2 separate regions of the Oryctolagus cuniculus genome follow, and region 2 is linked to region 1. A link is a contact called in public Hi-C data. All regions are on one chromosome and are shown on one strand. The core of a region is the stretch at or near the end of the contact, and the rest is flanking DNA. Distances in the headings are between cores, read along the strand shown.

Evidence for each region. A called contact is a pair of places that touch in the nucleus more often than the background predicts.
Region 2: a Hi-C map of an unstated tissue shows a contact between it and region 1, with 1.7 times the contacts expected there. The contact joins the enhancer-like site here to the promoter of HUNK in region 1. A contact is called at or near these places in 2 of 6 Hi-C or Micro-C datasets (ear pinna and an unstated tissue).

What each region holds. Positions count from the first base shown.
Region 1 is chr4:12,958,393-12,965,204 of mOryCun1.1, forward strand. It overlaps HUNK (hormonally up-regulated Neu-associated kinase), which reads right to left and starts at 3,985. Exons shown (of 11, transcript XM_051859489.2): 1 at 3,638-3,985. The coding sequence starts at 3,904.
Region 2 is chr4:13,022,925-13,029,736 of mOryCun1.1, forward strand. No RefSeq gene overlaps it. Among named protein-coding and RNA genes, the nearest start is that of HUNK, 64 kb to the left of the region's middle. Within about 2 kb of position 4,152, at least 1 of the 8 cell types and tissues checked has an H3K27ac peak or open chromatin away from gene starts, as enhancers often do.

The DNA of each region.
Region 1 (6,812 bases), core at 2,735-5,234:
AGAATCTGAGTTTGGGATCATTTTCCCTGCTCCAGTCATCAACGTACGTTTAGTCAAAGACACAGGGCCCGGCCTGAGAATGTGCCAATTTCGAGTTTCACATGATCGGGTGAACCACTTATTTTTAATTCCAGATTAACAAGAGACTGTAGGAGCTCAAAGCTAGAGAGAGACAAAATTAGGTCTCAGCCCAAAGTCCTCCTCTCTTTGCAAGCCCTAAAAGGGCCATCCAGATTCAATGACTTCCAAACTAACAGTTTCCCAGGAACAGCAGTCCAAACACTGCCTGCGCCTCCATGATTCAGGATCCCGTCTCAGGGCCCACGGTAATTCCCAGTAAACCATGCACCACGCACCCAGAGCTTCCTGCGAATGGGCCCCAGGTCGAAACACAACACGCACATAACCCCCCATGCTAAATACCTTCAGCCAGCCAAACTCTGGATTTTGGTCTCCAGCACCCAAAACAAAATGCACAGTTCGAGAATACAGCTCTGAAACAGGCCAAAGTGGGGGCAGCTCCTCATCACCCCTTCTTTCTGCTTCTTCAAGAATGATTCCCCAAGAGAAACAACAGGGAACCCTTGCATTCTGGTGGGCTGCTGCAGCTGATTCTCACTAAAGTGAGCATGACTTCCTTCCCCCTCCAACCCTGGACCTCATCTGAGTGCTTTAAAAAGATAGGAAATGAGAACAGTGAAATACTTTCACCCAAGATAGGAGACCGTGCAAGGGGGAGGGGCCTTCCCTGGTCTGCAGCTACCTTCCTCCAAGCTCTTTCTCACCAAGGTCTCTGTCGGTTCCGCTCACCTGAGCAAACCATTCCCCAGGCCAAAACTCTCAACAGCTCACCTTGTAAAAACAACTGAAGGTTGCTGCGAATTGCCTGGGGTTGCCGTCCCCTTTGCTTTGGCCTTAGAAGGCAACTCTGAAAAGCAAGAGTGGAGATGGGGAATCCTAACTCTCAACCCTTCCCATGCTGAGTCATGCACAAAAAAAACAGAGTGCGGGGGTAACTGTAAATAATCTGTACAATCTGCTACAACTCAAACCTATTAGTTAAGCATTGAAGCTGCTGGAGTTGGGAGATAAATGCTGTGAATGACACCACGGTTTCTCTAGAGCCAGAAACTAAGTGAACTAAAATCCAGATTTCTCCTGAGGCTTGTAGTCCCAGGAGACGGACTTGGAAAACCAAGTTTATCATCATGCACAGCCCTCCCCATTCCCTTCGCTGGTGCTGGGGCCGACGTTGTAAAGTTGCTGCCTGCGACACCAGCAACCCATACGGACACAGGTTCAAGTCCTGGCTGTTCCACTACCAATCCAGCTCCCTACTAATGGCCTGGGAAAGCAGCAGAAGAAGGCCCAAATCCTCGGGCCCCTGCCACCCACATAGGAGACCCAGAAGAAGCTCCTGGCTCCTGGCTTCAGCCTGGCCCAGCCCTGGCCAGCTCTTATGGCCATCTGGGGAGTGAACCAGCAAATGGAAAATTCTCTCTCTCTTTCTCTCTCTCTGCCTTTCAAATAAGTAAATAAATCTTTAGAGGAAAAAAAAAAAAAAAAGAACCACTGTGCTGATTAATTAGATCAAACCAGTTAATCCAGAGAAATCCAAAAATCCAATGAATGCAAATGATAAGGGTGAGGTAGACAAAGTGAGATTCAGCCCTTAAGAAACAGAAGTAGCTGGGGTGCAGCCAGACTCCTCCTCTGGACCCCATTTGGACAGCAACTGCCTGCATTCCAGCGTATGCAAGGGGCCCAGCATGGAGCTCCAGAACCCAAGTACTGGGGGCAGGGGCTGAGCTCTGGATGCGTCCCCAGACAGCTCAGTGAAGGCCAAGAGCTTTATGCTATGGAGGAAAAATGCATCAGTGAGAAGCCAGGGCCACAGTGCAGCAAGAGAGCGGGGAGGGAAGCCAGGGGAGGAGGAACGGACTTGGCGATGTCTGCCCGAGTTGTCAGCAGACTGACTCGCCTCTTTTTGCCACGTTTAGAGGGGAAATATGCACGACCAGGCAGAATCCTGTATGTTCCAAATGAAAATAAACCCCCAGCAGCCGCGCCAGGAGCAGTTTGCCCAGGGACAGAAGAGTAACTAACACAGCGTCCGCGCACCCTGGATGGAGTGGCGATGTGTGATCCGCTCGCTCCCGTCCTCGGCCCCCTCTGCACTACCAAGACGCTCTGCTATTTTTCTTCTTCCCTGATGAGTTAGTTCCTCAACCCAGAAATTCAGGCCCGACACACTTCTGCAACCATTCACCATAACCCCAAAAGAAAGGCATACCCCACCTGGAACAGCTGTAGGAGAGAGCGCCAGTTACTAGAGTGACAAAAACTTGCACTCAAATGCAAAGGGCTTGGGGACAACGTGGGGACACAGAGAATGGGAAACTAAAGTGATGATGAGTCTGGGGACACTTTGGTCTTGTCACCAGAGACCTCACAGAATAGCACGGCCAGGGACCCTTCTCCAGTGGCCAGAGGGCCCCAGGTCCCCCAGGCCAGTGGGCAGAGGGAGGAAGCCCCTGCTTCCCTCCTCTCCCCTCCCTGCAGACACCCCCTCATCAATGGGCCCCACACAGGGGCTACTGCAGCCTAGGTATGGCCTTGAGGGTGAGCGGTAGCTCGGCCAGCCACAGCCCGCAGTCCTGAGCCCCAGAGGGGAGGCAACTCTCTGTCTGGGGCAGCCACGCGGCCTGGGGTGACCCAGCCTTCGAAGAAAGTCACCATCCCTTGGGCTTCTTCTCGCAGGTCTGAGTGAGCCCTTAGGCCACCGGCGTGGGCCTCAGCACGCAAGCAGTCACGGCCACAGGCTGCATGGGGGGTCCCTCCAGGTCCTCGGGAAAGAACCCTTTGCCTTCTCCTCTTTGAGAAGAGGTAGGGGGCACATCCCAACCTCCAAAACCTGGGAGGTATTTGCCCGGTTTTGTACCTGCCAAAGCAGGGTCCTCTCCGCCCTCCCACACACAGACGGGCTGGAGGGAATGGGGGAGGGGCAAGAGTGAGAGTGGTGGGTGACAGCAGGACACAGAGTTGCCCGGGGAGGGGGCTGTGGAGAGAAAGACAAGTTGCAGGACAGGTGCTGAGAGGGGCAGGGGTGAAAACCCTTCTGAGAAATTCCCTGGCTGTCCCAGCCCACAGGTGGGGGCATGGGGGAGGGTCTGCAGGGTCTCGGCCTTTCCTCGCCTCCCCTCCCTCTAGAATTCAGATCTAAGCTCCCCTAAAGGCTGGCTGATCCGCTAATGTCCACCCCCCCCAACACCCAATCCCGATCTAAGGAGCGCGGCTTCCTCCCTCGCCGCGGATCTGCCGCCCCTACCGGCCAGGAGAGCCGAGTCCCCGGCCCCCGCGCCGCGGCCCGCCAGGCGGCGCCCTTCCCGGAGCAGAAAAAGCGAAGTGGGCCGGCTTCTAGGGCAACCCTGCCGCCCCCCACCCCCGCCCCCACCCCCACCCCCACCCGGGGAGCCCGGAGCCCAGACGGCCCCGCGGCGAGGCCCCCCGGCGCGCGGGAGGCGCGCACCCACCCCTTCCAGCCCGAGAGGAGCGCGGGCTCAGGCACAGGCACCGGCCCGGGGCTCACGCCGGGACCCCCGGGCCGCGCCCGCAGCCGGGCCGCGCAGCTGCTCACCTTCTCTCCGGTCAGCACGTGCAGCCCCTCGCGCACCTTGGCGAAGGAGCCCTCGCCCAGCTTCCTGCTGCCAATGAGGTAGTTGCCCACGCGCTTGTGGTGCTGGAAGTCGCGGAGCCGCTCGCGGGGCACACCGCTCACCCAGGCCGGCAGGAAACTTCCCTCGCAGGCCGCCGCCGGCCGGGCCGCGTCCTCCGCGCCGCCGCCGCCGCCGCCCCCGGGCGCCGCCGGCTCTCCCAGGAGCCCGTCCCCCGCCGCCGCCGGCATCGCGCGGCTCCGGCTCGCCAGCCGCGCTCGCCGCTCCTCCTTCTTCCTCCGGCTCCTCCCGCCGCCGCCGCCGCCGCCGCGGGCCCGGCCCCTCCCGGCCCCGGTCTCCGCGCCCCGCGCCCCGCGCCCCGCGCCCGGAGCCGCCGCGCTCACGCCCCCCGCGCGGCCGAGCGCGGCGCGCAGACAATAGCAGGCGCCCAGGGGGCCGGGGGCTGGGGATCCGCCCCCAAGAAGTTCTTCCTGGGAAGATCGCCCCGGGTCCGGTCCAGCGGGCTGATGACAGGGGCTGGCCCGGGAGGGGCGCGGCCGGGCGCCTGGGTCCCGGCGCCTCGGCAGCCTCCGCCCTCGCCGCCGCTGTCCGGCAGGCACGGGCTCCGCGGTCCGGCTCGCTCGCTGCTAGCCGTGCGCCGGGCGGGCTGCAGGCGGCCTCTGGGAGGCAGCGGAAGAAAGCCCCATTCAGTTTGAATTCGCAGAAATTCAATCCGGTCGCGGACGGCGGGAACAGCCGCGAGCTCCACTCCGCAGCCTGTGCACTTTCAAATCCTCGTAGCCCCTCCTTCGCCGCGCGCAACAGCCACGCTCGACCCTCGCTCGGGAGGGGAGGGGGCAGCGAGCGAGCGGCGGCGCCACCTGAGCGCCAGACGCGGGGGACCCTGCGGGGCCGCGCACACGCGCGCTCCCGGGCCGGCTGCGCCTCTCCTCCGGATTCCGGGCTGGGGCTTTCTGGACCTTTCGGTGCTGTGATCCCCCCCACCAGCCGCACCCACTTGGGGCTGGGGGAGGTAGCGAGGCGCCTTGGAACCCTGCGCCCTGTGGGTTGGGCTGGGTGCCCAGACCAGAGCCTGGCGCGCAGTAGCGTCCCCTGGCCCGGGAATGGGTGGACTGAAGGAGGGTTGGGGAGGTGGCGGGCCGGGTGGCCGGGCTGGAGGAGCCGCTGCGAGGGACACAGCCCAAGCTGCAGCGTACGGCCCCGGGGCGTTAGCTGCGTGCGCGCCTACGCGGACACCTTTGCCTGCCACCGAGAGGTTGCCCGGGATTGCGGGATGGGCTGGACCCGCGCTCGCGGCTCCGCGTGGCTTTTGTTCTAAGAGCGCTCGCTTTTGCTAAACAATCGCGGCTGCTCGCAGGACCCCGATCCGTCTCCAGGATCCCCAGCCGAAAATGAGGCACCCCGGGCTTGGGGGGAAGCCGGAAGGCAGGTGCGGGGACGCCTTTACAGAATGCTACCTGTTGAGGTGCGCGCGCTTCGTGCCAACTCAAGCCCTGGTCACGCGCTGAAAGGGAGGATTCCGTCCCAACCAAGTTCCTTCGTTGTTTAAACCCCCGGAAAACGGTGTGGCAGCGACCACGACAACGCTTTGAGACGGCGGGTTGGGGGCTACTGGCTGCAGGGACCCAGGGTCTTGGGCGTGCGCTACCCGAGGACCAATTATTGTCTCGCTTCCAGCGTGCAGCTGAGCACGCGCGAGTGGCCAGCTGCTCGCTCTGACCGAGTTCAGCTGTGTTTCTGTGGCTCTCCGCGTGCGCATGTTGCAATCTTCAAGGTCCGCTTTCTCCTGTGTTTCTCGCTGTGCCCCAGTGTCACCGCTACTCATCCAATCGCTTTAGTGTCTCCAACTCAGGAATCAGATTTTAAGAGGACAGTCACGTGGGACGGGGGTGGTGGCCAACTCGATGCCCACAGAGTAGACGTTGGGGGAGGGAGGAGTCCTCACGGGTGAGGAATGCGCGGCTCATCGTAGGGGTCATTACCACTCCCGATCTCCTATCAGGACAGATTTGGAAGCTTCCTCCGATGTGGTATTGATCCAGCGTGACCTTTTAAAAAATATGCTAGAACTTCAGCTATTGACGAAAATTCTGAAATGTATCGATTATGGCTTCAGGCAAATTTCAGAAACCATTCATCCAAGTATCTTTATGGCTTAAAAAAAATCGCCACAAAAATAACAAGACCTTCACAATGAAATAGAGATTTTCTTTCCTTTTAACTCTCCTCTCCGGGTGGAGGTCAGGAGAGGGGTGAGGAAGAGAGAAGATCCAAGCCCATTAAATCTTTCGGGAGCCTGCCTGCTGCCTGGGTTGGATTCAAGTTCACTGTTAATTCCTTCAGTTGGGACGGATGCCAAGAGAAGCCTGATACTACCCCTTCCTGGGCTTAGTAACTGGTTTTTAAACCTCAGATCCTGTTCTCTCTATGACCTTGTTTAATAGGGAATAACACCAGAAATTCCCTTCTGGAAGAGCAACTAATGCCCAAAACGGTGCCTTGGCCCCGTGGTAGTTGTGCAAAAAAATGACCAACTGGATGGCAGTAAGTTAGCATTGATGGTCCTCTACTAATTCAAGAATTTAATTTCTTACCTTCCTGCGGGGTGCCACTGGGCACTCCAGCTGTTTTCATCCAAGCTGGGGGCTCCCTCCCTGCTTGTGCCACACCCACCTGCAGCGCTCTGACTGTCCCATCTCTGTGGGTCCACAAGCCCTCCGCTGTTCCTATGTTCATCCCACAGTCTTCTCTTGTGTCAGGATCATCAGTCCCTAAATAGTTGTCAAATCTATGAGTGACAGCAGTCATTCAGTGGCTCCCAGCTGGCAGCAAGATCCCATCCGTCCATCCTGGGGGGGGGGGGGGGCATTCCTGATGGCATTCTAAAAGCATGGTTAGTTACATCCGTGGTTACCTTTGGGGATCAATAAATGTCATGTCCAGGAAGGGCCCTTCTCTCAGTTGCATGAGTTAACCCCTTAAAGAACGTGCCCCACCATGGAAAGCTTCCTGAGTTGACTTGTACCAGCTGCTTCCTTCCTCCCGGTCTCCTCCCTCCATATGGCTGGGAGACTGTCTGTGTGCTCCCGCAGAATACCAGCTCCAAGACCCAGCTGGAAGCAGTCAAAGACAATTAGA
Region 2 (6,812 bases), core at 2,902-5,401, 65 kb after region 1:
ATGGGAGCCCCTCTACAAACTTTTTTTTAAAAAAAGATTTACTTATTTATTTGAAAGTCAGAGTTAGAGAAAGGAGAGGCAGAGAGAGAGAGAGAGGGAGGGGTCCTCCATCCGATGGTTCACTCCCCAGTTAGCCAAAATGGCCGGAGCTGCGCCCATCCAAAGCCAGGAGCCAGGAGCTTCTTCCAGGTCTCCCATGCGGGTGCAGGGGCCAAAGGCCTGGGCCATCTTCCACTGCTTTCCCAGGCCATATATGAGAGCTGGATCAGAAGAGGAGCAGCCGGTTCTCGAACCAGTGCCCATATGGGATGCTGGCACTTCAGGCCAGGGCGCTAACCCACTGTGCCACAGCGCTGACCCCGCCACAAACTTTTTGAAGTGCCTTTGTGTTATGTCATATGGCCAATAATATTACACATGTGGGAAACTAAACATCTATGAGATCCATATATCAAAGAGATCTGTGGACAGGCCACCAAGAGAAGAACTCAGCGGTCCTTCCCCAGGAAAGCAACAGCGACTGCTGGGAAATGCAGCCAACCCATGACAGTTTGAAATCCCCCTGACATACTCCGGATGCACTGTGGCCTCTCCAGGCCCAGGGAGAGGCTCGTGCTGAAATCTGCAGGAATCCGGCTATGTGGAAGACAAAGGCGAGAAACCAGGGCTGCTGGAACTGCAGGCTTGAGATTTGTTTTCAGGTGGTGCTAACTGGCTAATAATATCTGGGTTTGGGGGCGTGCTGCAGACGCTGGGCGCCTTCTGCAAACACAAGCTTATTAGGCTGGATGGGCGGTGTGTGTGTGCGCTGTGCACGCGGTGGCTGCTTCAGCTTGCAGAGCCACGCAGCTCTCCCCCACTTCTTGCAGCAACACCTTCTGCTGAGTTAGAATCTCCCTGTCCCCTCCCAGCCCTCACTGCTGTGCCGGCTTCTAAAGTTAATGTCATCCAACGTCACCCTCCTCTACACAGCCTTTCCCGGCTATGCTTGCTCCCAAATCAGTCCGTTTCTCCAGTGACCAACCGACCAGGTTAAGCTGGGACTACCTCAGTTTCAATGTCCCTGTCATCCCCTTAGTCCTGCGCAGACAGGTGGTCACCCTGAGCCCCTTACCACTCTTGGGAGCTGTAGCATGCGATTTTTTTCTTATGAATAATACTCTATGCTCTCTAGTTCCCCAACCTAGTGATTCGTGTGCTGGCCCTGTCTCAACTACTCAAAACTAGGGTCATTTCTTAGTGTCCTTGATACCGGTCTACTACGTTTGGACACCAAGAGTTGCACATTTCTTTTACATTACTTCATTTTTTTTTTCATACCAGGTTTCTTATGACACAATTAAAAATAAGACCCCTTGGGGTCGGTGTTGTAGCACGGCAGGTTGTCACTGCCTGCGGCGCTGGCATCCCATATGAGCACTGGTTCAAGACTGAGCTGCTTCACCACCAATCCAGCCCCCTGCCTATGGCCTGGGAAAGCAGTGGAAGATGGCCCAGGTGCTTGGGTCCCTGCACCCACGTGAGAGTCCAGGATGAAGTTCCAGGCTCCTGGCTTTAACCCTAACCCTAACCCTAACCCTAACCCTAACCCGAACCCTAACCCTAACCCAGCCATTGTGGCCATTTGGGGAGTGAACCAGTCAATGAAAGATTCATTCTCTCTCTCTCTTTCTCTCTCTCTCTCTCTCTCTCTCTCTCTCCCTTCTCTCTCTCTCTTAGCTCTGCCTTTCAAATAAATATTTATTTTTTAAAAAATACTCCTAAAAATTTCACCTTCTCAAAGCAGAATGGAGCCTTCCCATCCAAAGGGGTCCTGAGTCTTGATCCCCAACTTTAACGTCCAGACTAAGAAGGGCTCAGGGGGTTTGCCCTCAGCAGCCGACTCTCCTGCAGAGGAGGGAGTTTATTTAACTACAGGTTGCTAGAGTTAACCCTAGAACCTCTGACTCAGGACTGCAGCTCATGGAGATGCTGACACAAGCAGTCTTGAACAGCAGAGTAGAGCCCTTTCATCAGCCCAGTCGGTTCCAGTCATTGGTTGCCAATCAAAAAAGCTACTTCTAGCAGTTAAGACTCCCATGTCCCCCTCTGGAGCACCTGGGCTTGAGGCCCCATCCGGCTCCTGACTCCAAGTTCCTGCTAATGAAGACCATAGGAGGCAGCAATGACAGCTCCAATAGTTAGATTCCCACCACCTAGGTGGGAGAGACGTCAGCACCAGCCCGACCCTGGCCATTTGCAGGCATTTGAAAAGTGATTCAGTGAATAGAAGCGCTCTCTCTCTCTCTCTCTCTCTTTCTGGCTATGTCCCAAGTAATTTTTTTAAAAAAAGAGAAAAAGATAAATATTTCCCTGAAGTACTTCATTTTAATGTAAAATATGTTAATATTTTTTGATGTTGTCCCAAGTTCTTCCTTTGAGTTTGCTGATCAGACTTCCTTCTGTTTTCCTCATATAAATCAAGCCCATATACTTCTAGTCTTGATTTCTTCTAAACAGAACAAAATTTAAAGATACTTGTGAAGTATTATGAGCATGGACTCCTTCCAGAGCAATGCAATATTTTCTCCCAATCTTTTTACAGTTGTCTCACCCACACTAAATTAAGCGAAAGCTTTTGAACAGCTTACATTTGTTGGGTCTTATACATTTCTGCATAGAATTTAAGTTATATTTTTAAAAAGGGATCTTTGTTTCTTTGCTCACTGGTTTAACTGAAATATAAAGACCAAAGTCTAGCACGTTGTAGATGTTCAATTTGTTGAATCAAGTGGTCCCATAACAGTAAGTTCGTTTAATTAGTTAATTGTATTAATAGGTAAAAATGGCATAAAGAGGTTTGGGAGCTAACACAATTGATTCTTTATAAGCACAGTGGGTAAATGAGGGGGTGGGTGCATGGGTGCACAAGAAGTAGTCAACAGCTATGCGCATTCAACTGTGGGCATCTGTTAATGTGTGGTTTGGAAGGAGTGAAGAGTGCCCACTGGGGTGGCCACTTGGCCTATGGTTAAGACACCCAGTTAGCATGCCTGTGTCCCATATCTGATGTGCCTGAGCTCCAACTCATCTCCTTCCTGATGATGAAGACCCTGGGAGGCAGCAGTGGTGGTTCAAGTAGTGAGGTCCCTGGTACCCATATTAAAGACCTGGATTGGGGCCCATGATGTGGTGCAGCAGGTAAAGCCACCGCCTGCAGTGCCGGCATTCCATATGGGCCCCAGTTCAAGTTCTGGCTGCTCCACTTCCAATCCAGCTCTCCGCTATGGCCTTGAAAAGCAGTGGAAGATGGCCCAAGTCCTTGGGCCCCTGCACCTGCATGGAAGACCCAGAAGAAACTCCTGGCTTCAGATCCGCACAGCTCTGGCTGTTGTGGTCAGCTGGGGAGTGAACCAGCAGATGAAAGACCTCTCTCACTCTCTGCCTCTCCTTCTCTCTCTGTGTAACTCTGACTTTCAAGTAAATAAATAAACCTTTAAAAAAGAAGAAAAAAGACCTGGATCGAGTTTCCAGCTCCAGGCTCCAGCCCCTAGCCCAGAGCCATTATGAGAATCTGTGGAATGAACCAATGAGTAGGATTTCTCTCTCTCTCTCCCCATCCCCCAGATAAGCAGTGCCCATCAATCTGGAAAGTCAGTTAGATGGCTGTTGGGTGTAAGATATTCCTCTCCTGTGACGAAAAGGCGAGATGACAGAGAACTGAAGCCAGAGTCCGTGGAAGGAGCTGAGAGCGCCTTCCCGCTTCTGGCGCTGGCACGGCTGTGTTTGAAAGCCGAGTAAATGCCCATCCTCCTGAGTGCCAAGAAGCTCTCTCCCAGAGAAATCATTTGAAGTCCTTATTTTTTTATTTAAGGATTTATTTATTTATTTGAAAAACAGAGTTATAGAGAGGCAGAGGCAGAGAGAGAGAGAGAAAGAGAGAGAGAGAGATCTTCCATCCGCTGGTTCACTGCAATGGCTGGAGCTGTGTCAATCAGAAGCCAGGAGCCAGGAGCTTCTTCCAGGTCTCCCACACGGGTGCAGGGGTCCGAGGACTTGGGCCGTTTGAAGTTTTTCAAGTAAATAGCTAGGGGTTGCTGTGGTTACCAACAGGGTATTATATACCTCCTGCCAACATCTAAAGGGGAAAAAAAAATCTACCCACTTCTTGATGTTATTTAGTGCCTTCCTTCTTTGCCAAGAATGTGTTGGAATGAAATCGTTAGAGGCCACACCCAGAAAGAAAGTGACAGATCAGAGGCCTTGCTGCAGGCTGCGGCGTGTCTCCAGCATCAGGAAGCCTGCTCCTACCTTGGAGGATTAGTCTGCACAGAGCTGCTGTGAAAACAATGTTTAGAAGGGCATCAACCCACCATCACCATCAAGCAAGCAAACACCATTTATTGATCGAATTTGTTCTCCTGCCACAGAAGAATCTATGTCTAGAGCTCTGATCCATGACCTGTAATTAACCTTTGTTGCTTTGGGCCACATTGGCTGTGGGACATTCAAGTTTGTCACACACGCTGTCACTTTCAGACAGATTTGGAAGGGACTGGAGGTGACACAGGCCACTGCAGGCCCCAGCTGTCTCTCAGATCTCAGCTCACTACAAACTATATAACATTGATTAAATGAAACCTTACCTAGTCATTAAAACTGACTGCAGGAAGAATTTTCATTGATAATGGAAAATGATTTCAATATTAGTTTAAGAACTAAAAAGCAGGGCCAGCACTGTGGTGTAGTGGATTAAGCTGACGCCTTCAGTGCCTACATCCCATATGGGTCCCAGTTCAAGTCCCAGCTGCTCCACTTCCAATCCAGGTCCCTGGGAGAGCAGTGAAAGATGACCCAAGTGCTTGAGCCCCTGCACCCACATGGGAGACTTGGAAGAAGCTCCTGGCTCCTGGCTTCAGCCTGGCCCAGCCCCAGCTGGTGTGGCCATTTGGAAGATGGAAGACTTCTCTCTCTCTCTTCCTTTCTCTGTAACTCTGCCTTTCAAAATAAATAAAACAAATCTTAAAAAATAGAATTAAAAGGCAATCATTCATTTTTTTTAATGCCAAGCCAGTGCCAAATAAAACAGATGACACTCTTGACCTCATGAAATACATGTTCTCTTAAAGTAAATATTCATTGACGGGAGTGTGAAAAGAAGCACACCTAAATTTTAATAATATTTTATTTCTGAGATATTGGATTAGATTTTATTTTCATGTTCTTTAAATTTTTCTGTATTTTTTAGAGGAGGGGAGCTAGTGTTTGGTGCAGCAGTAACGACGCCATTTGAGATACCCACATCCCATATTGAAGTACTGAGATTTGAGTCTTGACTCTGCCCCTGACTCCAGGTCCCTGCTACGTGCACCCTGGGAGGCAGAAGGTGATGGCTCAAGTACTTGAGCTCTCATAAGAGCCCTTGATTGCATTCCAGGCTCCTGGCATTGCCTGGCTCAGCCCTGGTTTTTGTGGGCATCTGGGAAGTAAATCAGCAGATGAGAGATCTCTGTCTGTCTCTCTGCATTTCAATAAATAAAAATAAAGAAGTTTTTTAAAAAACTTTAAGATTTTTATATATTTATTTAAAAGGCAGAGTGACAGAGAGAGAAGGAAAGACAGAAAGAGAGAAAGAGATCTTCCATCCATTGGCTCACTCCCCAAATGGCTAGAACAGCCAGAATCTGGCTAGGTGAAGCCAGGGTTCTGGCTTCATCCGGGTCTCCCACATGGGTGGCAGGAGCCCACGTAGTTGGGCCATCCTCTGCTACCTGCTCAGGCGTATTATCAGAGGGCTGGATCAGAAGCAGAGCAGCTGGGACTCGAAGTGGCACTTCGATACGAGATGATAGCATTGCACGTGGCAGTTAAACCCACTGTGCCATAACTCCAGCTACTAAAAAAAAAAAATAAACCAATAGGGAAAGATGGCTTGGGTGGGTGGAGATATTTTGACTGCCCAGCACCTAAATTCCCTTTTTATAACTGAGGGGACTCCCTCCTCATACACTTGTCTAGGGCTGGGTACTTGGTACAGAGATTACAACCCTTCTTGAGACGACCACATCACACATCTGAGTTCCTGAGTTTCAGTCCCAGCCCTGCGCTCAATTCCAGCTTCCTGCTAATGCAGACCCTGGGAGGCAGCAGTGATGGCTCAAATAGCTGGGTCCCTGCCACCCATGTGGGAGACCTGGACTGAGTTCTAAGTTACTGGCTTTGGCCTGGTCCAACCCTAGTGACTGTAGGCATTTGGAACATGCGCCAGTGGGTAGGAGATCGTGAAAGTAGAAGGAACAAAATTGGAGAAGTAGTAACAGGAGGCTCGAGAGGGAGGGGTGTTGATGGACATCTAGAAAAGTGTCTCAGATGCGTACTCACCCCGCAGTGGGGAAGACGACAAGAAAGCCAGGTGACAACCTGATCAGCTGTGTGGAGATCCATCAATCAGCCACCCCTACAACTGTTCCGTGGACGCAAAGTAGCCATGAAGGTGGGATGGATCCTACCCACAGACTCAAAACACAGACTTCCCTTCAGAAGGGCTAAACTGCCTATCTCTGGGGCAAAGGCCAACTTGCTGGAAGCAGGAACCATCTTTGCAACAGTGCATCTTTTCTGGATGGACTAGCCTGCCCCCTGGTGGCAGATTGACTGTATTCAGCCCCGCCCCTCTGCCCTTCCATGAGCTATCAGCACTTGTCCTTACTGATATGACACTTACTCAGGGTTTGGACTTGCTTTCTGCACCTGCCATTCTTTGCCAGCATCCCTGTCCACCATGTATACTACTTCTTCCAAGGAACACACAGCACAGAAAAGAAACCAGTCAC